Linked DNA regions of Mus musculus: regions 1, 2, 4 and 5 are each linked to region 3. A link is a contact called in public HiChIP or PLAC-seq and promoter capture Hi-C data. All regions are on one chromosome and are shown on one strand. Each heading gives the region's core, a stretch centred on a gene start, on an enhancer-like site or on the middle of the called end of the contact. The rest is flanking DNA. Distances are from core to core; before and after follow the strand shown. Region 1 holds the start of Gas2l1 (growth arrest-specific 2 like 1). Region 2 holds the start of Castor1 (cytosolic arginine sensor for mTORC1 subunit 1). Region 3 holds the start of Uqcr10 (ubiquinol-cytochrome c reductase, complex III subunit X). Region 4 holds the start of Osm (oncostatin M). Region 5 holds the start of Ap1b1 (adaptor protein complex AP-1, beta 1 subunit).

The links. Promoter capture Hi-C pulls out the DNA fragments that hold promoters and counts their contacts. HiChIP or PLAC-seq counts read pairs in DNA pulled down with a chosen protein or histone mark. Capture Hi-C pulls out chosen DNA fragments and counts their contacts.
Region 1: a contact with region 3 is called in a promoter capture Hi-C map of adipose tissue. The contact joins the promoter of Gas2l1 here to the promoter of Uqcr10 in region 3. A contact is called at or near these places in 1 of 484 Hi-C or Micro-C datasets (embryonic stem cells), 1 of 115 datasets of contacts at active chromatin or transcription factors (memory CD8 T cells) and 1 of 9 other capture datasets (adipose tissue).
Region 2: a contact with region 3 is called in an H3K4me3 HiChIP or PLAC-seq map of embryonic stem cells, with 23 read pairs. The contact joins the promoter of Castor1 here to the promoter of Uqcr10 in region 3. A contact is called at or near these places in 5 of 39 promoter capture datasets (cranial neural crest, hippocampal neurons, neural stem cells and 2 more), 1 of 15 datasets of contacts at CTCF or cohesin (large pre-B cells), 4 of 484 Hi-C or Micro-C datasets (the Ba/F3 cell line, LSK cells, embryonic stem cells and 1 more), 13 of 115 datasets of contacts at active chromatin or transcription factors (the SCID.adh cell line, T-cell acute lymphoblastic leukemia, bone marrow-derived macrophages and 6 more) and 4 of 9 other capture datasets (adipose tissue, embryonic stem cells, liver and 1 more).
Region 4: an H3K27ac HiChIP or PLAC-seq map of embryonic stem cells shows a contact between it and region 3, with 13 read pairs. The contact joins the promoter of Osm here to the promoter of Uqcr10 in region 3. A contact is called at or near these places in 6 of 39 promoter capture datasets (the 3T3-L1 cell line, the SN4741 cell line, embryonic stem cells and 3 more), 1 of 15 datasets of contacts at CTCF or cohesin (large pre-B cells), 2 of 484 Hi-C or Micro-C datasets (the C2C12 cell line and LSK cells), 22 of 115 datasets of contacts at active chromatin or transcription factors (the 230-238 cell line, the SCID.adh cell line, T-cell acute lymphoblastic leukemia and 11 more) and 4 of 9 other capture datasets (adipose tissue, embryonic stem cells, liver and 1 more).
Region 5: a contact with region 3 is called in a promoter capture Hi-C map of neural stem cells. The contact joins the promoter of Ap1b1 here to the promoter of Uqcr10 in region 3. A contact is called at or near these places in 1 of 39 promoter capture datasets (neural stem cells), 1 of 484 Hi-C or Micro-C datasets (CD4 T cells), 2 of 115 datasets of contacts at active chromatin or transcription factors (effector CD8 T cells and memory CD8 T cells) and 1 of 9 other capture datasets (adipose tissue).

Annotation. Positions count from the first base shown.
Region 1 is chr11:5,063,849-5,066,625 of GRCm38.p6, forward strand. It overlaps Gas2l1 (growth arrest-specific 2 like 1), which reads right to left and starts at 1,479. Exons shown (of 7, transcript NM_144560.3): 1 at 1,367-1,479; 2 at 989-1,246; 3 at 1-630. The coding sequence starts at 610.
Region 2 is chr11:4,216,872-4,219,571 of GRCm38.p6, forward strand. It overlaps Castor1 (cytosolic arginine sensor for mTORC1 subunit 1), which reads left to right and starts at 1,354. Exons shown (of 9, transcript NM_028022.2): 1 at 1,354-1,555; 2 at 2,077-2,147. The coding sequence starts at 1,443.
Region 3 is chr11:4,702,878-4,705,693 of GRCm38.p6, forward strand. Uqcr10 (ubiquinol-cytochrome c reductase, complex III subunit X) reads right to left here and starts at 1,467. Exons shown (of 2, transcript NM_197979.3): 1 at 1,280-1,467. The coding sequence starts at 1,429. Zmat5 (zinc finger, matrin type 5) reads left to right here and starts at 1,779. Exons shown (of 6, transcript NM_026015.3): 1 at 1,779-1,844.
Region 4 is chr11:4,235,461-4,238,160 of GRCm38.p6, forward strand. Osm (oncostatin M) reads left to right here and starts at 1,325. Exons shown (of 3, transcript NM_001013365.2): 1 at 1,325-1,453. The coding sequence starts at 1,423.
Region 5 is chr11:4,985,546-4,988,245 of GRCm38.p6, forward strand. It overlaps Ap1b1 (adaptor protein complex AP-1, beta 1 subunit), which reads left to right and starts at 1,279. Exons shown (of 21, transcript NM_007454.3): 1 at 1,279-1,506.

The DNA.
Region 1 (2,777 bases), core at 229-2,728, 360 kb after region 3:
CATTGGGCGTCATGCGGGGTGTGCGGGTGGGAACCCCTGGTACAGTGGCAATTTCAGTGACATCCTCTTCAGCAGCAGGGACGCTGGAAACCTGAGGGGTAGCTCGAAGCTCCCGCTCGATCTCCTGCTCGAACTGTACCAGCCTCGGGGCAAGCAGGCCAAGGCGCGCCCCACGCCGGGCGACCTCCAGCAGGCAGAGCACCACACTCTTCTCGTTCTTGCGTAGCACCAGGTCCTCTGTCTCAAACATGAGCACTTCAGGCACGCCCAGCTCAGCCCGGCACCAGCCGATGAAAGAGGCCACGTTGTCTCGGGCCATGAAGGAGCCAGGCGCCACACTGTGTGCCTGGAAGGCCACACCTCGGGTTGGACGGGCAGCAGCCAGAGCCCGGGCAGCCTCGGTGACAGCGTTGGCATGTTGGCACAGGGTTGTGCCTGTGGCCAGCCCCGTGAGGAAGCCATCGCCACTGCCGGGGAGACCTAGACTGTACAAAGCATTGAGCCAATCGGCCAGGTCTTCCTTCATGGCTTCCACATAGGCCTCACTGGATCGGAAGGGTCGCACACTCTTGGCGGCAGAGCCTGCGATGCCCGCCACTGGGTTCGCCATGCCCAGAGCCAGTGGAGTCACTGTGGGGACATAGGTCAGGATTGCTGTGAAGACTCGAAAGGGTTCAGAATGGTCCACCTCTACCAGCCCGCCACTCAGGGGAGACGCTAAGTTTAAGAGCAAGCTGTGAACAAGCAAACGTAGCACCACATTGTTCTCACGGTGCCATGACCTGCTTTAAGGGACTCAGTAACATTTACACCATTGTAGTGTTTATGTTTGCTGTCTGGCTGGTCGGGAGAGGGTGGCTGGGGACAAGTTGGCACCCACGAGGAAGAAATGCCATTTAAAAACATGAAGACATGTGGGTAGGGAGGGACAGGAGAGGAGCCTCGCCCAGAACCACGGAGAGACTGTTTCCATTGCTCAGCCCATAACCTGCACGAAGTCCCGCCTTTCCCTTCTCCTCTCCGCTAAGGGCCGCGCCACAGGCTGAGCGGCGACCGCGTCTCCATTCTACAGATGAGGAAACTGAGGCGCAGTAAGGGCAGGCATTCGCCGAAGGTCGCAGAGCAGTGGGTGGAGGAATCGGGTCACCCAGGCAGGCCGGATTCCTGCTGCGAAAAGCCGCCCGAGCTGGTGCCTGAAAGGCCGGGACTCCGAACGGCCCCCGCGAGCCTCCGCAGTGCTCGAGGCCTGGTCCAGAGAGGGTGAGTGCCCAGTCAGGGTCACACAGCCCTGGGAAGCAGAGAGCCCGCACCGCCCGGCCCACCTCCAGGCACTCTGGCTAGGGCTCCTGGGGGTCCCCGCGCTCACCTGGCTCACCCCGCCGCCCCGGGGAGCATCGCCCCGGCGGGGCCGGAGCCGGGCCGCGCCGCCGCACACAGGCGTCGCCCGAGATCGCTGCTTCCAGGCGTCCGCTCTGCCCCGCCCCCCTGGAATTTGGATCCGGCCAGGAAGGGGCGGAGCTGCGCTCTTAAAGGGGCCGTGCCTTTCTCGGGCCTTAGGCCCTAAGGCATCACCCCCACCTCACCCCCCCTTTAACTCCGGGTCTGGGTCTTCCTAGGCGGGGTTCAGATCCTTTCAGCTGTCCTTCCCCCGTGACAGTGGCCTCCCCGGAAGCGATAGGGGCCGGGGACTGCAGAGTCACCTCCGTCCCGGGTGGACCTCTGCAAGTCAGATAACTGGGTGCTCTTCCTGCAGGACGGCCCAGGGATAGCTTAAGGTACAAGGACGATGAGGCTCAGGGATCGGAAGGTGGCTGCGGGTTAGGTTAAAAGAGGGGGTGTGGCAGGGGCAACTACACGCCTTAGGAGGAACCTGGAAGATCTAGGGAATCCTGCCCCCTACTGTCGCCCGAGAGAGGAGTGAGATGCTGGAGAGAGACTGGAAATCTTGTGGGGGTGTGTGGACTTAATTTTAACTCAGATCAAGGAAGGAGGCGACGGAGGAAGCTGAGAGTCATCTAGAGGGAAAGTTTTTCACACTGAGGAAGCCTATCTCAAAAAAAGGAAAGGAAGGAAGAAGGAAAGAAAAATGGGTAGGTTTGCAAGGCTGAAGTGGTGAAACATTAGGGCCTTGTGGACCATGCTTTTCAAAGGTCATGGAAGAGAGGTTTATTTGTTTGTTTTTTTTTAAAGATTTATTTATTATATGTAAGTTCACTGTAGCTGTCCTCAGATACTCCAGAAGAGGGCATCAGATTTTGTTACGGATGGTTGTGAGCCACCATGTGGTTGCTGGGATTTGAACTCCGGATCTTCGGAAGAGCAGTTGGTGCTCTTAACCACTGAGCCATCTCCCCAGCCCCCGGTTTATTTGTTAATTATTATTAAATTATTATTGTTGGAGTTTGTTGTGGTTTTGAGGCAGGATCTCACTATGTAGACCAGGCTGGCCTGGAACTCCCTATATAGACCAGGCTGGCCTCAAAAGTCATAGAGATCTGCCTGTCTCTGCCGCCTGAGTGCTGGGATTAAAGGAATGTTCCACCATGTCATTACTTTTACAGAGTTCTGCTATGTAGCCTGAGCTGGCTTTGAACTCATGGTGTGCTCTCTCTGTTGGGATCCCAGGCCTCTCTCTAAGGAGGAATTTAGGAGAGGCTGACGTAGCAGCCATAAGGGCTCCTGTAACTGCTGTTGTTGCAGCGTCAGGGTCAGGGTCAGGGAAGCCTCTGAGGGAGGCAAGTGGTTTAGGTTGAATGGGGAGAGGGGATGCTGGATCT
Region 2 (2,700 bases), core at 104-2,603, 490 kb before region 3:
CCAACCTGAAGCCGAGTGTCTGGGCCAAACAAGGGCCCTTTGGAGCATGCCCCATCCTGCCGTGAAATCAACCTGTGCTTGCTCGTTTCTGCTCAGCCTTGGGGTTTTCTTAAACCTTGATCACTGGGGTGTCTGCCAGTGCTTAGGGGCCTTCTTGGATCTGTAGCTAATTTAGATGTGTTCAGGCCAGTTGAGTTCTGCAAATGATGAGACGCTTTAAGAAAACTTCAACAGGGAGGTCTCTGGTTTGATACCCAGGGAACCTCAAATACTATGGCCTGTCCCCTCAGTGTCTGAGCCCTGGGCATTCTCACTTCAGGTACTTAGGGTTGTCCCTGGAATAAGATTCAGAATCTAGGGGTAAGGGCTGGAGAGATGGCTCAGCAGTTAAGAGCACTGACTGCTCTTCCGAAGGTCCCGAGTTCAAATCCCAGCAACCACGTGGTTCACAACCATCCGAAATGAGATCTGATACCCTCTTCTGGTGTGCCTGAAGACACAGTATACTTACATATAATAAATAAAATTTAAAAAAAGATTCAGAGTCCATAGTATGTTGCTTAGACAGGAGAGGAGGACCCTTTTTCGGTTCCTCCCCTCAGTGGGGAGCATTCTATTTCAGAAGTTGTTTGACTAAAAACTGCCACACCGGCCAGGTTTTGCTGGTCGAAACAACAACAAGATAGGGTTGCAGTACTATCAAACCAACCTTGGGCACCCCATTCTTAGGGATCTTTAGTCCTTACTGTCCTTGTCAGCTCTGCAGTCCCTGCCCCCTACCCCCGGCAATAAAAGGAAGATAGGCTCCAACTCAGCTGTTCCGCGGGTCTCCAGCCTAACCTCCCCACTCCGGAGATTTATGGACAGCTCTGGCCCCAACAGAGCTCCAGCCCGGCTTCCAGCCTTCCTACAGTCCAGACAGGGTTTTTCTGTGTAGTTCTAGCTGTCCTGGAAGTCACTCTGTAGACTAGTCTGGCCTCGAACTCACAGAGATCTGCCTGCCTCTGCCTCCCTAGTGCTGGGATTAAAGATACACACTTACCACCGCCAGGCTCTGCGTTTTAGTGGCTTTAACCATAAAGCCCACGTGCGAGCCTGGAGGATAGACAGGGAGGGGACCAGGAGCTTCCAGCACGTTCCCAAACCCAACACAGCGGGCGTCCAGCGGAAAGGGCGTGTCTGGGGCGTGTCCTTGAAGGACTCAGATGGGTGAGGGCTAGAAGAGTGGCTTTGGCAGAGTTTGAAGGCAGCCCGCAGCGCCCGGTAGGCAGGGCTCAGGAGGAGGCGTGGCCACTTCACAGTGGCTGTGGGGCGTGGCCGCCGAAGTGTGGATCCCTGGCTGGGCGGACCGGTAGCGGGCGGTGCTTCTTTAAGCCCGGCGCCACCGCATCGCCTCCTGCCTAGGTCTCGCTGGCGGCCAGGCCGGGGCTGCCGTATCTGCGATGGAACTTCACATCCTAGAGCACCGGGTGCGAGTACTGAGCATTGCCCGTCCGGGCCTCTGGCTCTACACCCACCCGCTCATCAAGCTGCTCTTCCTGCCCTGTCGCAGTCGGTGCGCACCCGGGTTCACGAGCGCAGGTCGGGCGGGTGGAGGCTCCTCTGCCCCTCTGGGCCAGGGGCGGAGGACTAGAGTCGCCGCGAAGCAGCGGGTACCGGGTGGGGACGCTAGCCACTCTGGCCATCATCCAGCCTGGGCCTTACCCTTTCTGCGACGCCGCCTATCCGGCCCGGAGGGCCCCGCTCCCAGGGCTTGTCAAGGTGCAAACTGCCTGGAGTAGGCAGTGTAGTGGGGGCATGTGTTCCTTGGCAGGCTGTAGCCCCTTTCTAGTCTCCTCACGTTAACTTTTGAGAGTTGTCCAGGGGGACCCAAAGCCTTCCACTTCTGTGGAATGGAGGGGAGATCCCAAATATGGGATCTAGACTCATTGATCCAAGGAAGAGAGTGAGGCCCGAGTGCGGGTCCGGAAGGCTCCTGGTGGGGGGTCCTTTAGTGCTGCTGGAGCAGACTTCATTTGCTGTCTCCATTCCATTCACTCTAGGCTGAAAGTCTTCCCACCCCTTCCCTCCTCCTAGGTGCAAGTTCTTCAGCCTGACTGAGACTCCGGAAGATTACACTCTCATGGTGGATGAGGAGGGCTTTAAAGGTCGGAACTGGTTCCTTGTTTGCCTCTAAGCAGTATTCTTACTAAGTTTAGGGATCCAGCTTCCCAGAGAGCTTAGACCCCAAAGGAATATAGGTCCGGGTTCAAACCTTCCATCACTCACTGAAGTACTGTGTGGGATGGAGTCGTGACCGTTTGACAAAATTTGTGAGAGTTTTATAAACGTAAAACCCACACGGAGCTGAATATGAGTCCCAGGCCAGCACAGGTGGCCATGGTGTCTCACAGTTTTAGGGGAAAATAAAGGGGTTCCTGCAGCTGTTTTACCCTGAACATTATTTCTTCTTGGACTTGTCTCCCCAGTGGAAAGCAGCCCCTCCCTTACTGGCTTGGGAAGCCTAGGCGGCTGAGAGTTAGGGAAGGAATGCAGGGGCAGGCAGCAAGCCCAGAGCAGGGTCCAGGGCCTCCTGGCTGAGTCTGAGTGAACAACAGCTACCCTGGCCCTTGTCCCTGTTCAGGACTGGGACCGGGGAAATGACTTCTGGCTTCCATGTCTGCCTGCTTGCCCCATCCTCTAAGGCCTGGAGTCTCAAGC
Region 3 (2,816 bases), core at 217-2,716:
CAACCACGTGGTGGCTCACAACCATCCGTAACGAAATCTGATGCCCTCTTCTGGAGTATCTGAAGACAGCTACAGTGTACTTATATATACTAAATAAATAAATCTTAAAAAAAAAAAAAAAAAAAGATCAGAGTGGCAACACTTTCATATGGACAGGAAGCTACCCCACCAGAGGAAATACAGCAACTAGTAGACAGAGCCTGTCTGGGCAGCAGGTCAGAGAGCCCTGAGGGGGCTGGAGAGACGACTCAGTGGCTAAGGGTACTCTGGTTGCTCTTCCAGAGGACCTGCGTCCAGTTCCTAGCACAGATGATGTACATGCAGACACAACATAAGCAAATAAAATTAAAACAACAAAATTTAAAAACAAACCAAAAGAGGTAAGAAAGGAAGGAAGGCAAGAAGGAAGGCCACTCAGTGAAGGAGCTGGTCGGTGGTGGCTCAGGCCTACAATCCCAACACTCAGGTGGCAGAGGCAGGAGGGTGAGTCTAAGGCCAAGCCTTGTCTACCATCTAGCTCCGGGACAGCAATAGCTACACAGAGAAACCCTGTCTCGAGAAAAAGAAACCAGTCGATGAACATGCTGGCCATCAGTAACATACCTTCCCCAATACTCTCACAACCTTTGACATAAAACATGCACAGAGTGTGGGACAGTTAAGTCAAAGAGGGCTCGCCATTTCCTACTTTATATTCATCCCCACATTTTCCCAGGATGCTATCTTTCAGTGGTATCATTAAGTATGAACGGTAGCACCTCATCTGTATCCCAGGATCTTTGATCCACTATGACCTTTATTCAATACCACGGTTAAGTGCTTTAAGTCCAGTATTGCCAGTTAGGGCTTGAGGTTTCATAGTCTTCACGTTTAATCCAAAGAGCCTACGTGGGCGGCCTTCGGAACTGAAACATCAATTTTAAAAGGTCAGCCACATGGTCTAAGGAGACCTACTTTTAACGACTGCCTTGCTGAAATCTGCCCTTGAAACTAGCAAGGACGGCAGGGGTCGGAGTTCCAACTCACCACCGACTTAATGGAGTGGTTCAGACCCGTAAGTCCTCTGATGTCTCAGGAGTCAGGAGTTAGCTTTCGCAAATGAATATGTGGAACTGTGTGACAGGACATACCAATTAGGCCTCGCACCATGTCAAGAGAAATAGATGTATTAACGGGCACAGTTCACCCCAGACCTGGTAAGACTTGATTGAGTTCCGTCCTACCTCCCTCCCAGTCACCCTTCAGGCGGGCCCAAGGTCAGGATGGCCCAGGCCCTCACCCCCTCGTTGATGTGCTCGTAGATCGCGTCTGCGCCCTGATCGAAGGCTCGCTCGAAGAACAGGGCGCCCACTGCGATGGTGAGGGCAAAGGTGGAAGTTCTGCGGAACAGCAAGGAGTACAGGCGCGAAGGGATCGTCGGCGACGACATGTTGCCTCACTGCCGAACTCGCGCCACTGCGCTTGCGTAGAACCCAATGTCTTGCTCCAAAAGTTTCAACGCGCCCTGCTTTATGGGAATTGTAGTTTCTCTGTATCTCAGAGTCGACATTTTGAACCATTAAAGAAACTGATAATGTGCACAGGGTAACAGTTTATTACAATGTTCATATTCCACACAACCAAAATTTGATAAGACTTATTTCTCAGTTTTTCTCCTCAACCATTTCCTGCGTTTGGCTATTTTGAACTACAAGTCCCGAAAGCCCCTTAGCTTACCCATCTTCCCCAGTGCTGTCTCGCCTTCGTATTCCGCCTTCTCGGTACCTTAGGAAGGACTACAAATCCCAGCGAGCAGAGCGCAACGCGAGGACTCAAGAGGAGGAGCCCGGAACCAGGTATCTTTGGTGAGACATCCGCGTCCAAGTTTTAGGCTCTTTTCCCAATCAGAAGAGTAGGCATTTCATTCTAAGTCCGCGCTATCCGCTTTTTCTGGCATGGGGAGTGAATACAGAGGCAGGGAACCTGAGTTTCTGTGGCTGCATCTCGACTCTCTGCCTAACGTCCTTTGAACCTACTCCAGATGTAGGTTTGGGGGTGGCAAAAGTCGGGTCCTGCAGTTCTAACTCTTAAGCCACGTCTCAGGGGGGAAAGTGGCTTTGCACTTGCTTCCTGTTCTCCAGAGCGTAGGCTTTAAAGCCAAGAACCCCGGCTTCGGAGATGGGTGACCTGGTTGTAAAAGGCACCGTACTTTTCTGAGTATCCCCTCGGGGTCTTGAGATGATCCCCAGTAAAAGAAAGGTTCCCAGCTCTCCTGGAGCGCTCTGGCCGTGGTGCGTGGGCGATGGGGAAGCCCAGCACTTCTGGAAACTAATACTTTGTAAAAGAGAAAACCCAAATGCTTGGACGGATTGCTTGCTCTTTAAACCTGAGTAGCCGCTTAATGGAGGACTGAATATATTGTAGCAGGGTAAACAGGATAATGTTTCTAGAGGCAACTGCACTGCTGGGGTGCTTGAGAAAGTGTAGAGTGGCCTCTAATGAGTAGGTGGCCTGAAGTCATCTCTAGTCTGGCCTTGAATCCCGTCCTGGGTAAGGAGTCATTCTTTTCCTAATTGCACTAGGGAGTCACTGAATGGGTTTAAGCTGGAATGCTTTGAGGTCTATTTACATTTTAATGTTATCGTTCTGACTTCTTGCTAGAGCAAAAACTGAAGAGAAGAAATTGCAGAGGTAGGTAATTTAGAGTAGAGAGGTTTAGAATAATGGTCAGATTTGAGATGCATTTTGGTAGGTAGGATAGACAGAGCAAGCTAGCAGAAGTGTGCAAGAAAGGTAGAATTAAGAGGTGGGCTCGGTTGTGGGTGCCTTTAGTCTCA
Region 4 (2,700 bases), core at 75-2,574, 470 kb before region 3:
CTGTCCCAGGATGACATCACGGATATGAAATGCAGAAGGATCCCTGACCAGGGCCCTAGGGAACAGCACCCTGGAGTGGGCAGAGGTAAGAAATTCAGTAGGAGGAAATGAAGACTTCAGAAGGATCTAGTCTAGACTGTACTGGGGAGTTGCTAACAAGGGGGACACTCTGCTAGGTGCAGAGAATATGTGGATGGGGGCACAGTCGCCTCCTGGATAGGGAGTGGGGGGGTTGTTGAATGAATATATGAGGGCCAACAGCAGGTACAGCCTAAGGATGCTCATTCTAGCTTGGCAGATGTGCTGTGGCTTCCAAGCATGGCCTGTGGATCTGGCTCAGCCTGGGCCTCAGTCCCTCAGTGCGGAGAAGCAGAAGACCCACCCATGATGGATCGCTATCTTTCAGAGAAAGTGAAACCTTGTGTCCAACTGTCGCAGCTCCCCCACCCCTCCCTCCAGCTTCCCCTCTGAGCTCACAGCTTCCCGGTCTCCCCCGCCCCCTCCATCCCATCCCCTGAAAACCAGTACTTGGAATTCAAGCCTAGTCTTTTCTTTTTTCTTCAAAGGCTTTTTTGCCTTTTATGTCCATGTTGGCAGTGACCTTGAGGGGTGAACCAAGGAGTGCTTTTCTCTCTCGCTTTCTCAGGTGGGGCTCAAAGTAGCTGAGTGACTTGCCTCAGACAACACAGCGACACAGCGTGTCACAAGCTTTGAACCCGTTCTCTAATTTCTCTTGCTCCAAGGGTCCTAAAGGACCCTGTCTACAGAGAGAGGATCTGGGATTGGGAAGGCTGGGCGAGGACAGTTAATAGAGACAATGGAAATGAGTTGGGCTAGAAGATGCTGACCTGGGATTAGAGGCACAATCTTTGGGGCCCAAGTCTGGCTCTGTGCCCAGAGCCTGGTGGTTTCCGCTCACAGATGTCCCGACAGCCCAAGCGAGAGGGTGGGAAGGGCACTCAACAAGGAAGATGTCTGGCTCCCTTTAGCCCTAAACCTTCGTGTCCTAGGAGGTTGGTAGTTTCTGGACCAGGGGTGGCCTCCCTTGCAAGTCGTGCTCTGACCCCTGGACTGATCCCTGAAGATGATACGGACCCCCGTGCTGCCCGCTCACCCCAAGAAGGCTGAGGCTGCGGTTTACATCATCCTTGGGCGTGGGGCTGACCTCGAAGAACGAATTCGAAGAAAACGGGAGGAGGAGCGGGCATGTCATGGCGCATGGCGCCCATTGGCCGCCTGGGGAGACTTTGGTTTTTGGGGTCATGTTCCCAGAAGGCCTGCCCTTCCCCCTCCCCCTCCCCACCCACCTCACGAGATGTTGGCCAATCGCCCCGTCGGGCATAAAGTGGCTGCCAGCCTGCAGGACACCCAGCCAAGCTGTGTCACCCCTGAGAGGCACGGGCCAGAGTACCAGGACCCAGTATGCAGACACGGCTTCTAAGAACACTGCTCAGTAAGTACTTCCTTCCTTTCTACCATCCCAGGGCGCAGCTGGGCCAACTGGCTGCTGTAGGCACCCTCTGCCCTTGGGAGCTGTAGATCAAGTGAAGGATGTGGACGAGAGGGAGAACTAGTAGGGCAGGGATCCACTGAGACCCCAGCATAGCCACAGGTGGAAACGTAGTATTTCTGGAAGGTATTCCAGAGGGAGGCGTGAGAGAGACCATGCCGGGGACCAGGGCATGAGGGAAGAGGAGAAAGAGTGAGAAGAGTCTGGAGAAGCCCAAGGCAGGTAGGGGATGAGCAGAGAAGGAAGTTCCAGATCTGCGCGGAAATGGAGCAAGGGGCTCACTTCTTGCTCTGATTCAATTCTCGGGGTCTGGGGCAGATGCAAAGTCAGCCAAGCCAGAGGTCCTTAGATCATCCCGCCACTCATACAGCCACACCCACACGGGGACAGGCAAGCAGAGCCATCTATGTGGGAACAGGTCCTCCCTCTCAGTAAGGTAGGAAGTCTCACCTGCAGACCAGAACCCCCGGTGACCGGGGCAGGTACTGCAGTGCCTCACCTAGGTCTACGGGCACACCCCCACAGGCACTGGTCCATGTGCACCTGTTACAAGCTCGCTGTGGACCCTCACTGGCAGTGTAGCTGCAGACACGGGGGAAGATGGGGAGGGGACTTGTGGTTGGCACGCCTGGGCTACAGGCCCTCCCCAGGGGCGAGGGGGTGGGGTGGGGTGGGGCTGGTTGGTTTGTAGGAAGGGAAGGATGGTGTCGTAGCCTTCCGGGCCATTGCACCACAGGCCCCTTCCGACCACGTGGCTGCCGGTGCCTGTGAGGGTGGGGGCCTGCGAGCTGGAACTATGATCATCTGCCCTCACCCCTACAACCTTCTCCTGGGCTCCCAGCAGTCCTGGTGTGTGCGTGTGTTAGGGGTTCGTGTGTCGGTGGCAGGAAGGGCAGGGCGAGTGCTGAGCATGGGTGACCTGGACAGGCTTTCCTCTCGCATCTTGCTCACCTTTCAGCAGAATGGCCGTCAGCACTGGCTGGCCCAGTGAGTGGAGAGGTGCTTTTTCTGGCTCTGTGAAAAGAGCTTAGGTGACCTGCTGCCCTGGGGCTGCACCTCAGGACAGACCCCTGGTCAACTCTATTCTGCCTACAGGGAATGTTAAGGTCTATAAAGTAGTCAGGAACTTAACCTGTCAGTCTTAGGACAGAGCTAACCCTTGTATGAGGCCAGATATCTTATAGAGGACT
Region 5 (2,700 bases), core at 29-2,528, 280 kb after region 3:
GTTATCTGGAAGAGCAGCCAGTGTTTTTAACTGCTGAACCATCTCTTCACCCCAGCATCTGGAATTCTATTTTGTCTATTTTATCAATTTGCCATAACTATTTTATCAATTTGTCATAATTATATTATGACAAAACTTTAAAGAATGTAAAAACAGCTGGGTGTGGTTGTGCACACCTTTAAACCCAACACTGTGAGACAGAGGCAGGCAGACTTCTGCTTGGTTTTTCAGTTTCCAGGTCAGCCAAGGTGACAGCGATTCAGTTGTTAGAGTGCTTGCATAGGATGTAAAAGCTCTGAGTTAGATCCCAGCACTACATAGACCAGGCATGATAGTACATCACTGTGAGCTCAACAATGGGGCTGGCTTGGGTTACACAGCAAGAGCTTGTCTCAAATCAATAACACACAAATAATAAAATAAAAAGGCAGACATATTACATCTAGGAGGATAACCAAGTGTTAAAAAACGATTTTCTCAGGAGCCTACGTGTTTTGGTTTTGCCTTTTTTCCTTACTAATATATTTCTTTTTTTTTTAAAAAGAATTATTTATTTTGTGTGTATGAGTACAACACTGTCGCTGTCTTCAGACACACTAGAAGAAGGCATGGGATCCCATTACAGATGGTTGTAAGCCACAGTGTGGTTGCTGGGAACTGAACTCAGGTCCTCTGGAAGACCAGCCAGTGTTCTTAATCACTGAGCCATCTCTCCAGCCCCCACTAATATATTTCTTTTTTTCTGCAATGCAGATATTATTGGTTTAATAAAAATGCTAGAATAGAAGTTTTATAATGTTTTAAAGGGGATGAACACAAGTTATCTATTAGAAAGAGAAAATTAATAGGACCAAAGTCAGGAATGAAATGGCTGTATCAGTTGAGGTCTCACTGTGAAGTATCCCTTGGATAAGAAGTCTTGGACGTAGCTTATGTTTTCCTTTTAGAACAATGAATTTTCCAAGGGCAGCAGAAAAAGTCTCGTTTTAGCCTAGCAGACAGGCGCAGTCCAGCAGCTGATCAGATTTGTAGCTCCGACTTTCCCTTTTCCTAAGACAACGTTGGCCTCAGTCTTCCCATCTGTAACTCAGAAAGAGATGAACTTTAAAGTCTTCCAAGACCCTTTCGATTCCATGGTGTTTGAGAGGGAGCCTGGCCAGGGATTCTGAGCAAGGGTATCCCAGCCTGAACTTAGCCGCTTGGCCCGCCCAGGCCCTCAATTCTCATAAAAGCCGGCTCTGCTAAGGCCCCGCCCTTCCCACACAGGCCCCGCCCAACAGGTCCCCAGCCCCTCCCGCCAGGTTGCACCCTCGACCCCGCCCCCGGGGTGTGCGTCCACCGGAAGTTCCGCGCACGGGCCTCTTACTTCCGCTCGGCAGGTGACAGCCGTGGAGCTTGGAGCCGCCGGCTGCTGCGACGCACCGGAGGAGAGGGAGGCGGAGGCTGCGGACATTTTGCTGCTGAAGCGAGCCGAGCCGCGGCACCCGGAGCCGTTTGGATTTGTGGGTGAGGAAAAAGGCAGCCCGGCGAGATAGGAAAACAAACAAACCCGAAGGGGTCCGAGGAGTGGGGGGGGTCTGCGAGGTCAGAGGTCACGGAGAGGACGCTGCGCTGGAGGGTTGCGAGCCGCGAGAGGGCGAAGGTGAAAGGCCTGCGTGCTCATTCATTCCCGACGGCTTGGCGGCCCGGCGTCAAGCCGTCCGTCATTTCAGGTCCGCAGTCCGGTTCGGAGAGACTCCTGCACTTAGGCCTCCCCTGCGCCCTGCTTGTCCCTTCCCACTCCTCGGCCAACCTCAGGCCTCCTCGTTCAGGGCCTTATCTCTTAGCCGCCGCCCCCCCAAAACGGGGCAAACATCTAGAAATGGCCTTCTGCCACCCGCCCCTCGTCCTTTGGATCCTCAGGGACACGTTGACAGAATGGGAGCACTTGTCTTAGTTCTAACACCACAAGAATGTCTTGTCACTGGTTCTCCAGCCCTTCCTGACTTCGAACCTCTGTGCTAAGCACTTTGTGTACTGAGCTCACAGCTGCCTCTGTAAGGTAGCTACTGTTGCTTTCCCCCTCTCACTCGCGAGGACACCGAGGCACGGGAGGTTAAATGACACACGGAAGGTCATTCGAGTAGTAGAGGCAAAATCAGGCTTCCTATGTAGGTCTCCAGAGACCTTCAAAGCTCGGGGAGAAAGGCACCTGGAGCTGGCTTGGGGTCTAGAAGTGACTTGATATATTGTCGCCAATATATTGTGTGAGTTGGTGTCAGGATGCAGCCTTCTCACCTGTCGTCTGATCCGATGTTTAGGAGGAGCTGTTGATACACTTTCAACTTAGGAGGCTGTTCGGCCAGGTTGTTTTTGTCAGTGTTTTGGCTCTCAGGTCTTCCTGCCTATTGGGCTATTCTTGGAATTGATATCCAGACAACCCCTTCATCCCGTTTGCACTTTATTCGTTTTGCAGTAAAGAGGGGAACAACGGGGCCCCTTGGGGGATCTTTTGGTCCTAGGTTCTAGGGGAACAGGCCCACAGGATGGCCTTTGGCCTGTCATGGTGCCTGGGATGACTGGTCTGCGTGGGAGATGGGAAGGCGACTTGGTACCTGGGGTGTGAGCCTCTTTTCCTTTAGAGACATTTTGTTGCTCCTTCCTTATACCTTAGTTTCCCTGACAGCAACACAAGAGAGACTTACTATCTTCCTACTTCCT